Regions from separate parts of the Mus musculus genome. Here all the other regions are linked to region 1. The links are chromatin contacts, called in public promoter capture Hi-C maps. All regions are on one chromosome and are shown on one strand. The core of a region is the stretch at or near the end of the contact, and the rest is flanking DNA. Distances in the headings are between cores, read along the strand shown.

The links. Promoter capture Hi-C pulls out the DNA fragments that hold promoters and counts their contacts.
Region 2: a promoter capture Hi-C map of the HPC-7 cell line shows a contact between it and region 1, with 9 times the contacts expected there. The contact joins the promoter of Clec4e here to the enhancer-like site in region 1. A contact is called at or near these places in 10 of 39 promoter capture datasets (the 3T3-L1 cell line, the HPC-7 cell line, HPC-7-derived erythroid cells and 6 more).
Region 3: a contact with region 1 is called in a promoter capture Hi-C map of neutrophils, with 4 times the contacts expected there. The contact joins the promoter of Vmn2r19 here to the enhancer-like site in region 1. A contact is called at or near these places in 10 of 39 promoter capture datasets (the 3T3-L1 cell line, the HPC-7 cell line, HPC-7-derived erythroid cells and 6 more).

The regions. Positions count from the first base shown.
Region 1 is chr6:124,271,618-124,274,966 of GRCm38.p6, reverse strand. No RefSeq gene overlaps it. Among named protein-coding and RNA genes, the nearest start is that of Gm25311, 31 kb to the left of the region's middle. Within about 2 kb of position 1,531, at least 53 of the 459 cell types and tissues checked have an H3K27ac peak or open chromatin away from gene starts, as enhancers often do. A contact at or near this core is called in the HPC-7 cell line, hematopoietic stem and progenitor cells, neutrophils and 1 more, where this site is marked.
Region 2 is chr6:123,288,170-123,291,518 of GRCm38.p6, reverse strand. Clec4e (C-type lectin domain family 4, member e) reads left to right here and starts at 1,648. Exons shown (of 6, transcript NM_019948.2): 1 at 1,648-1,807; 2 at 2,530-2,625. The coding sequence starts at 1,771.
Region 3 is chr6:123,306,828-123,310,176 of GRCm38.p6, reverse strand. It overlaps Vmn2r19 (vomeronasal 2, receptor 19), which reads right to left and starts at 1,844. Exons shown (of 6, transcript NM_001104632.1): 1 at 1,630-1,844; 2 at 255-552. The coding sequence starts at 1,844.

The DNA of each region.
Region 1 (3,349 bases), core at 282-2,781:
CACTTATCTGGCTGAGTATCAAGTGGAGACTCATGTCTATCTTTATTACTATAGTTGTTTCAGAATGTCATATCTTTCAGGCATCCTTAAGGGTAATTATGGTATTTATGAGTGCTTTCTAATCCAGAAATAATGTCTGTGCTACACTCAAAAAAACCTAGTAAGCTTGGAAAACCCCAATTTTGTTTCCTCTTCCTTGAAAGCAATCACTTTAAAATCTCTCTGAGGCTGATATCAACAACTGATTAGGGTATGGAACGAACTGAATGTAACCGCATCTTCAGTGGAGAATAAAAATGAGTTGTAAATATCCAACTATCCCGTAAGTTGTAAAAAAGTGTGCATCAGACTCTCCTTAACTGTTACTGTGACACAGCAAAAGGACTCCTGGAAGCTAGAGTTTCAAGTTGGTGTCCGTTAGAAGGTCCTTCATTTGTAAATGTGATGAAGTAAGCATGCACACACACATGCACAGGAATGCACATAGACACACGTATGCACATATATGCACACTCACACACAGTATCTCAGTGAGGAATAAGAATCAGCATTGTATGTGTGAGCCATAGATGTGGAAACAAAGGAATCTTGGCAAAAATCAACTCCCGAGAGTGAGGAGAGGCAGAGCATTTTATTTAGATGTTTTGCCATCCTAAATAGGTTTCCAGATGATGTCACCTTTGACGAGATAGGAAAAAAAATACGGAAGGTATGGTGACATAGTGGCGAGAGCTGGGGTGCAAGCTTTGTGAAGTTAGAAAACCCTGAATGTTAGAACCATGATAGCAAAGCCAAACTATTTATTACAGGAGACACAGCAGACAATTGGCAGAACAGGAAAAACAGTTTGTAAAGAGGGGCAAACCTGAGACCTTCAGTCACACTACTGATGAGGACAGAAAGAACTATGGGGCACAGAGTAATAATATAGCTTAAGAAATAAACCCTTCCACAAGTATAAGCTACAATGAATGGGATAGAACAAGAATTTAAATGTGTACTAAAACAGAACTTTTCTCAGTGTGGAAAAATACATTAAATATGTGATTTGAAAAGAAACCTTATTTTAGGAAATAATGAACATATACACATAAAATTTGGATATCCTTTGAGTATAATTGGACAATTCTGGAAGAAAACACCTGTTTATTTAAAGAATAGACAACCTGCTATCTAAAACATCAAAACTAAGCTGGCCTCAGACTTACTCTCTACACTAGGCAGCAAATGGATATAGAGTCATGGGTTGCTCAATGAAAATGCTTCTGACCGGAGCCTCTACTCTATCTGTTTGCCTGTTATGTACATGGATGGTACAACAGCTTGCTATGTAAGCTTTCAGGGAACACACACCCATATGGTGCTCAGCATTGTTTCCTAATGAAGTCAGGGAACAGGCAAGATAGCCCTGGGAGGTAAGAGAAGGGGAGCGTGGGTCAGCAAGACGCAGGCAAGTCGGGTTGGAGTCAGCAGCACTGAGCCTGAGAAGAGTGCTGAGGCACTGTTTAGGAGAGTCTGTGGTTGATTCTTGCACACTCTACTTCCTTCCCCAGGCCATGGTCCCTGGCCACTGCTTCTCTCTTAACGAGGCAGGGAGAAAGTAATCATGAAGAGGAAGTATACTGGGAAGGAATGAAGAAATGAGGGCTGTGACCTCTTCCTAAACAGGGCCAGGAAATGAATATGGAACTGTGATTTAAGCAATGGAGGAATTTCAGGATTTGGGGAAGGCTTATGTGACCCAATAGCTTGTATTGGGGACACATAGTCTCATATTCTGTGCAATGAAGTACATTTGACCTTTTTTGATTGTTGCTGGGTTTTGTGTGAATGTGGGACACAGAAAAGCAAGGATAGTTCAGTGAGATACAGGGGTCAGATGCAACCCTTCAATGCTGCAAATCCTTTCCTATAAAGATGTGAAAATACATGTTAAGCCTCCAAATGGATGTGTGGAAGCCAAAGCCGCCCAATATTATTTCTAAACAGTTAATTCTTTAGCATTTGTTTTCATTTACCCCCAACTGTGTCTGCATGCCATAGTTGGTAGTTCTTCCTGTAAAGCAGGCCTTCAGCATAGTTCCTGAGGTCTTGTCTAGTTTCAGTATCTCCATCTGCTTGAGTTTGTGTGTGTGTGTGTGTGTGTGAGAGAGAGAGAGAGAGAGAGAGAGAGAGAGTCTGTATATGAATGTGTGTGACTGTGTGAGTGTGTATGTGAGTGTGTATTTGAATGTGTACGTGTGTGAATGTGTTTGTATGCGTGTGAATGTGTGTATGTGAGTGTGTATGACAGAGAGAGTGGAGGGAGGAAGGGAAATATGTAGAAAACGTGGACAACAGTACAGAGACAGCTCTCTTTAACAAGCATGGATTGATAACTATCTTTTCGTCAGGATTTGCTTCCTTTCCTACACACCCTCTTTATGACTATCTTGTGTTTCTCTTGTGAGACTGTCACCTTTTATACCACTCCCGGCTTCTCTCAAATAAGTCATGATCTCATTCTTTTATGACACATTTGCATGTACTCTGTCTAATATTTTCCTCTCCCAGACCCACAGAGAAGCATCACAACATGCTTACCAGGGAAGCTTGCACACTTTCCCCTCTTTCCCTGTGTCTCGGGTCTCTCAGTATGAGACAGAACAGAGTTGGCCTCACCTGACACTGGCATTCATTCCTGCCTTGCAGAAACTGTGGTACAGTCATGCATGGCGATCACTATAAAATCCTTAGTGAACTTTCCGAGACACAAACAAACATAGATGGTTCGAGAAATATTGATTTCTTCTGGAAGCTTGTGCCTCAGGAGATGCAGTGCTTGGGAAGCAAAGCACACTTATAGCTGTTGCCATGGAATGATCTGAGAGAGACAGTAAGGCGAATGGATGTTAGCTGCCATTCATAGCACTCTAGGCCTAGTCTAGACCCGGCTCACTGTGTTAAACCCTATAGGTGGAACAACAATATGAACTAACCAGTACCCTCTAGCTGCATATGTAGCAGAAAATAGCCTAGTCGGCCATCACTGGGAAGAGAGGCCCCCTTGGTATTGCAAACTTTATATGCCCCAGTACAGGGGAATGCCAGGGCCAAGAAGCGGGAGTGGGTGGGTGGGAGAGCAGGGCAGGGGATGGTATAGGGAACTTTTGGGATAGCATTTGAAATGTATATAAAGAAAATATCTAATAAAAAAAACTAAAAAAAAAAAAAGAAGAAATTTGGTCAAATGTTAAGATAAAGCCAAGTTTCCAGGGGAAGGGTTCAAAAGCAGCTTTTGTAGCATTGACAATGAAAAATAAGATTACTGAAAATGTGGAAACCATTATCTATTTTATGTGTTTTGCCG
Region 2 (3,349 bases), core at 399-2,898, 980 kb after region 1:
TGTTGTTCATCAATGGGAGGAGAGTCCCTTGGTCCTAAAAAGGCTTAATGCCCCAGTGTAGGGGAATTCCTGGACCAGAAAGCAGGGGTGGGTAGGTTAGTGAGCAGGGGGAGTAGTGAGGGAATGGAGTTTTCAGAGGGAAAACCAGGAAAGGGGACAACATTTAGATGGTAAATAAAGAAAATATATAATTTTAAAAACAGAAATAAACCCAACCAAGGAAACAAACATAAAACTCTACAGTGAAAACTTTTAGACTTTGAAGGAAAAAACTTAGGAAAAAGACCTAGAGGATAGCAAAACCTACATTGCTTATGGGTTTCAAAAGTTAGTCTAGCCTACAAAAAGAATCTTGAGACACAAAAGACCAATGATACAGAAATAAAGTTTTCTTTTGGCATGTTTGTCTGGAGTATCAGGTCAAGGATTTGGTAACCCCATGGTTTGGATCTTGGAAATGATGGCACACCATGATAGAAGTCAAGAAACCATTGAAGACTGAAATAGTTCAGACTCTTTCAAAGCCACTGAAGCTATGGCCATTTCACAAGAGCTCATCTCTATACATCCACAAAGCCTCTTCTCTGGGGAGCAAAGCCTTACATATGAAATTTCAGTGACAACTCAACCAAGCCATATCAATTTTAAAATATGCTTCAAGATACTTGAAAAAAATCCACGTGTCTGTAAAATAAAAAGTTCTGAGGGAAATTTCCAATCTGTGGAAATAATAGAAAGTTTCCTTGAGGCAAAAAAAATATTGTGTAGCACATAGGAAATCTGGCTCATCAAACACGGGGATTACCAAGTCATATGTGTAGCACTTCTATCTCCTGACACTCATAACCTCAAGACAGCTGATACTAGTGTGACTTTTACAGACATTAAAGAGTCTTTAGAAAACTTGTAGGAAGTTAAGGAAAGACATCCTATATCAAGCTCACATTCCAGACAAACACTGAGTTCTGTCTAACTGAAATTGCTTCTGCTGACACTCAAATCTGTTCCTCCTCTAAAATTTCCAAATAAATAAAAAATAGAATTAAAGTACCTAATGAGTCCTTAGACATTGTGTGTCAGTTTAAGAAACTGAACTGACTCACAAAGGCATGTGTGGCTGATCTATAAAACAGTCCAGTGGATAGCATCTTGGTAAAGGGGTCAGATTCCACACAGTGAGCACCTAAGAGCTGGTAAAGGAAGAGGAACAGAAAGGACCTAAAGAAAACTTTCATTGCCAACTTGTAAATATGCACATTATGTTCCCAGCTGTGTGGTGTGGGCAGAGATAATTTAGAGGCTCTCAGCCTCCTGTCTGTGAACAAATGTATACTTGATAGAAACAACAAACAAACAAAAAACAACAAGAATTCAGAATGTGGTACTGAGGCACATAGTGCCAAAGGAAAATCGGGACCAAGTTAGACTTTGAGAAAAGTAAGGCATTTACCAACTAAAATAACACAGATATATTTTTCAGGCCTCTCTGCCATTTCTCTTGATGCTTAGCATATACTTCATCATTTCCTCTTTTGTGGTCTGGAGTGAGAATTGGCGTGGTGTCCACTAAACTCCTTGTCCTTGTGCAAGAGAGGAAATTCTGACTTAATTGCACATCTATAAAGCACGTTGACATACTGTGCTATCCGGTCTGTTAGTCTTGAACTTTTAAAAAGAGGGCCAAGGATTCACCATTCAAGACTCACTTTCCAGGGGCTCTTTCTAAACTGAGAAGAGAAGGAAAAGGAAGAAAGGCAGGAAAAAGGAAGAATGAATTCAACCAAATCGCCTGCATCCCACCACACAGGTACAATCTAGGCATCCTCCTTGACTCTCTTAGAAGTTTGCCAAGGGCTAGGGTGATAGAAAAGCACTTACTGAGGTGGAAACAAAACAAAAGAGAGGAAAGGTCAGAGCTCTTGCTGAGGAGTCTGGGAGAAGGGGCCAAGGGAGGTGGGAGGAGCTTGCCTGCTGACTGTTTCTACCTTCTGTGATACTCTGAATGTCTTTGAGCAAGTCCTTCACTTCTGTGGAATTTACTCGAATTGTCTGTAAAATGTATATCTGGCATAAGAAAGTACTTACTGCATGGCTGCCAACTGTTTGGTCTAATTTACAAAAAGCTTAAAAATGAAATGCTGAGAAGAGCCCAGCAGGAGAAAGACTAGAAAGGCAAAGGGAGAAAGTGAGGTAAGATGAGAAGAGAAGAAAGGGAGGAAGCACGGAGGGCAGTCCTTAAAGTGCAGAAGCATTTTAAATGGGGAGAGTAGAAATGAAAAGCTCAGACTTCTTAAGGTGTGGTTTCCAGGCTAACATCGGCCGGAAGCAGAGGCTTCCACACGGCTCGCCTGGATTGTTAGCTTTCTGGGTGAGGACCAACAGTCTCCAGAGGGCACGGATGCATGGGCAAGCCTGGGGACTGGTAGATATGAAATGAAAACAGGAAGGAGTAAAGATAAAGTCAACTCAAATCTCGTTCGTATATTGCTTTGGGAAGATCCACTGTGTATTTTATCCTTCTTCCTACAGAGAGAGGATGCTTCAAAAACTCCCAAGTGCTCTCCTGGACGATAGCCGGGGCCTCCATCCTGTTTCTCAGTGGCTGTTTCATCACCAGATGTGTCGGTGGGTTCTGATGATCAGATTCACTCTGTCTCTCCATGGCAAACACTAGCAGTAGATTCTTGCTTGGTGCATCACTTTTCCTATAAAGAGGCTTTTTGGTTTTGTTTTAATAAAGTTTTGTGCATGCTATATTTAATTATTCTTGACCGACTTTGTTGTTTAACAGTTTCATATGTGTATATAATGTTTTCCATTACTCTTTCTCTCACACCCTCTCTTATGTACCTCCCTTCACTACTAACCCCACCTGCTTCCTTTCTCAGTTTCATGAGTTTTAGTTAGTTTAGTTTAGTTTAGTTTAGTTTAGTTTAGTTGGGTTTAACATGGGCCATCTGTATGATCACAGAGGGAGGGCATCCATTGGAGGAGGGCATCCATTGGGGGAGAACATCCATTGGAGGAGGGTATCCATTGGAGGAGGGCATCCATTGGGGGAGAACATCCATTGGAGGAGGGTATCCATTGGAGAATGATAGGGTCATTCAGAGTACACAATTGAAAGGAGCAATTTCCCCACTCCCTGAATCTATCAATAGGAAGCACTCCAACAGAAGACGTACCCTTCTCCAACCATTCTTTGGCAAACCCAGCACAGGCCTGTTGGTTTGTGATTGTAATAGCTGTGTCCTCTCCAGAAGATGCCGTTTTCCCAACTATTCGCCTTTTATTCAGGCTATTACATTCTTTCCCTTTTCTGCAGTGTACCCAACACCATAAAATGGGT
Region 3 (3,349 bases), core at 595-3,094, 970 kb after region 1:
ATATCTAATAAAAAAAAAGAATACAGGTTGTCATTACTTTATCTTTAGTTTTCAAATTTAAAGGTTTTTAAATTAAATTTGTTATACACACATGATTTCATCTTATGAATAGATTATACTTTATAGTTAAAATGATAACTAAATAGTAAATTTTTAAGTAGTTCCATACCTCATCAACAAACAATAACTGAATTAACTAGCATTTATTACTATGTTACTATGTTTAACCCAAGGAACCATGATTCTTTGCATACCTGTGGGATGTTGTAGAGACTTAGAACTCGGGAGATCTGAGTTGATATTCCTGTTGAAATGCCTCCTATCACTGCAACCAGCTTATCAGTCTTCTCAGGCCTGCAGCTGTAGTTAGGAATTGGGGGGCTCTCTCCTGAGATCAAAGCCATAGAACTTTCCATGGCCTTCATCTCAAGATAGTCAACATTGAAGAGATAGAATCCCAGGGACATATTGAACAGAATATTTGGGTCCTTGTTGATTTTTTCTGTAGCAAAAACCATTGCCAATATATGTTGATAATGTTTGGTAAGATGCCTATGATGAAATATTATAAAGATAATTTTTGTGTTCTTTTTAATATTAATTTTTAATTAAAATATAATTACATGAGTTACCTTCCTTTCTTTTCTCCTTGTAGCTCTTCTCATGCTCCCTCTTAAACTCTGGATTTTTATTTTTAATAATCTAAGTCATATAAAGAATATACACAATAATCCAAGAAATAAACAGGATATTCTATATTAAAAATGTAGAAGAATTAGTGTTAAAATGAAGATTCATAGCACAATTTTTGCTTTTGAATTTTTTTGAGACAGTGTCTCACTATTCAGCCCAGGCTGGACTGAAACTCACTATGTAGACTAGGTTAACCACAGTCTCATAGAGATTCATCTGCCTCTGCTTCTCAGGTTGTGGGATTAAAGGTTTGCACCAACACATACTTTTGAATATACAATTTTCACATTTTACTGTGCAATTCGTGTCTGAGAAATTGAAATGGAGGAGAAAAGCAAACATTTAAACTTAGTATTTCTTGTGGTCTTCGAAAGTAGAATAAACCTCAGGAAAATACACAGTGCTTGATCAAACATAGCAATTTTAAAAAATAGTGTCATGTCAATTTAAATAGGAAAAATAACATGTTTTCAGTACAATACACTAAATATCTACCAAGAAAAAATTTTTACTTCAAAGTGCTTTCAACACCTTCTTACATATTTAAGAGATTCCGCATGAGTAGAAGGAGACACACAGAGAGAAAGTCATGGCTGATTAGCTCTTGGTATTTGGTGGCTACTGGGGAAGAGAGAGTCAGTTTCCTTCCAGGAAGTTTCGTTTGCCTACACTCTAGATGATGTCCTATACTCCTGCAGTACTGGCATGCCTAAATGAACTCAGTAGATTAAAAAGTGAGATGGAGACAGAATAGATAAAGTTGAGAGAGAGAGAGTGTGAGAGAGCGAGAGAGGCAGAGAGAGCATGAACTTGAGACAGGAGACAGTGGACATTGGGGTGGGGGGAAGCAGTAGAGGAGGGTTTGATCAACATATATTATATATATGTATGAAATCCTGAAGAAATATTTTTAAATGAGAGAAGCCAAACACTTACGCATAAAGAAATTCTGATAAATAGAATGCATCTTTAAAGCTAAATTTACTTATGAAGCGTCTAATCATCACTCTAAGGGAGAAGAGTCCTCCAATCACAAAATCCCCATCTTGATAGTAGCCAGGAGAAGCAGGTATACTTAAGGAGAAACAAGACATTTGTTCCTGGAACACAATGAGAATAATCCAGAGAGAGAAGGCAATGAGTAATCTCATATTTACGTTGATAAAAAAATGGATAAAACCCGGAAATCTGTTCAGTTGAGAGTCATGGATCCCAATAACACATCAACAAACTGATAAAACATGTGGCTGTCTGGTCAGTGTTGATCAAGTTTATAAAGCATTGTTTTGTCCTGATACAGGCCCACCAGTATCCAAACACTTCCTCAGTTCCCTGGAGTACAATCTGCTTTGCACCTACATAGCCCTAGATTATGTCCCCTTCACAGAGTCACTGTGAGTCTCCAAGGGCTCAGGAACCTGGCACCTAGTAATCCTGATTGTTGGCAGGAAAACACACAATTAAGAAAAGTGTGAAGTCCTCTCAAACACCTGTGGGGTGTTTACACTCAGTGAACTGAGACTTCTCAAGGTCCCAAGGTAAAGAGAGACTAACCAGTGGAAACATAATGAAGTCATGAAGCGTCATCTGAAAGATGACATCAAAGGGTTCAGTGGGGGAGCAGGGCGGGACTCATAATCTTTTAGCATAAATGTAATTCTAACATATTTCTGTATGTCCAAGACAAAATCTCTCATTAGAAAAAATTATGTTTGATTACTATATAGGGCAAATTATTAACATGTGTATTTTTTAACATCTTACATTGTATATGCTTATGAATAGAAATAATACACATCGTGAAAATTAAGTCTAAACACTTACTTCACACAGTTTTTTTTCAAGTACTGGTGTGATTTCAGAATTATTTACTACAGAGAAAGCAAATCATGGGATACTTATTGCTTTTAAAAATGTCTCTTGTGCATGAATGAGGTCCAATGTGTTAAGCAAATTTTCTTTTTTCCCCTTTCTTTCTCTCTCTCTCTCATTCATTCATTTTTGGTGCTGACATTCTAGGAGACTGCACTTAGAGCATGGTGTATGCTGGGCAATACTCTACTTTAGAGTCACATCTTTAGCCTTTTTAAATCTTTAAAGGCATGTAATAGGCTGCCCAGGTTGTCCTTGCAATTGTGAACCTCCTGTCTCAATCTTCTTAGTTGCAGATACCGGTGTGCGTCACCAAGCATAACTGTTACCGTATTTTGATGTGAATATATATAATATATATATTTGTAATAAGAAATTCAGATGTATAAAGATATATGTCACTTGTTTTGCAAATCAGATTAAGTCCATTCACATGGAAAATACACTTCATCACAGCTCCTAAGGGGGTAAGAACCTGTAGGTAAGAGTGTGTACAGAGGCTTTGTTACTCAGAACATGAGGAAAATCACACCTTATCCTCATCTTATTTCTTTGGGTCTGTGGATTGTAGCATGGTTATTCTTTACTTTAAGGCTAATATCCATACCTAAGTGGTTACATACTACCTTCATCTTTCGGGGACTCAATTACCTCACTCAGGATGATATCTCTATCCATTTACTGGCAAATTATCCCATCCCGCGGGATTCAGTTATTCGTGGGTGCAAGGGAGACAGCAAACCTGTAAGGAAATGGGATTGGAAGAAAAAAGAGAAGCAGATGA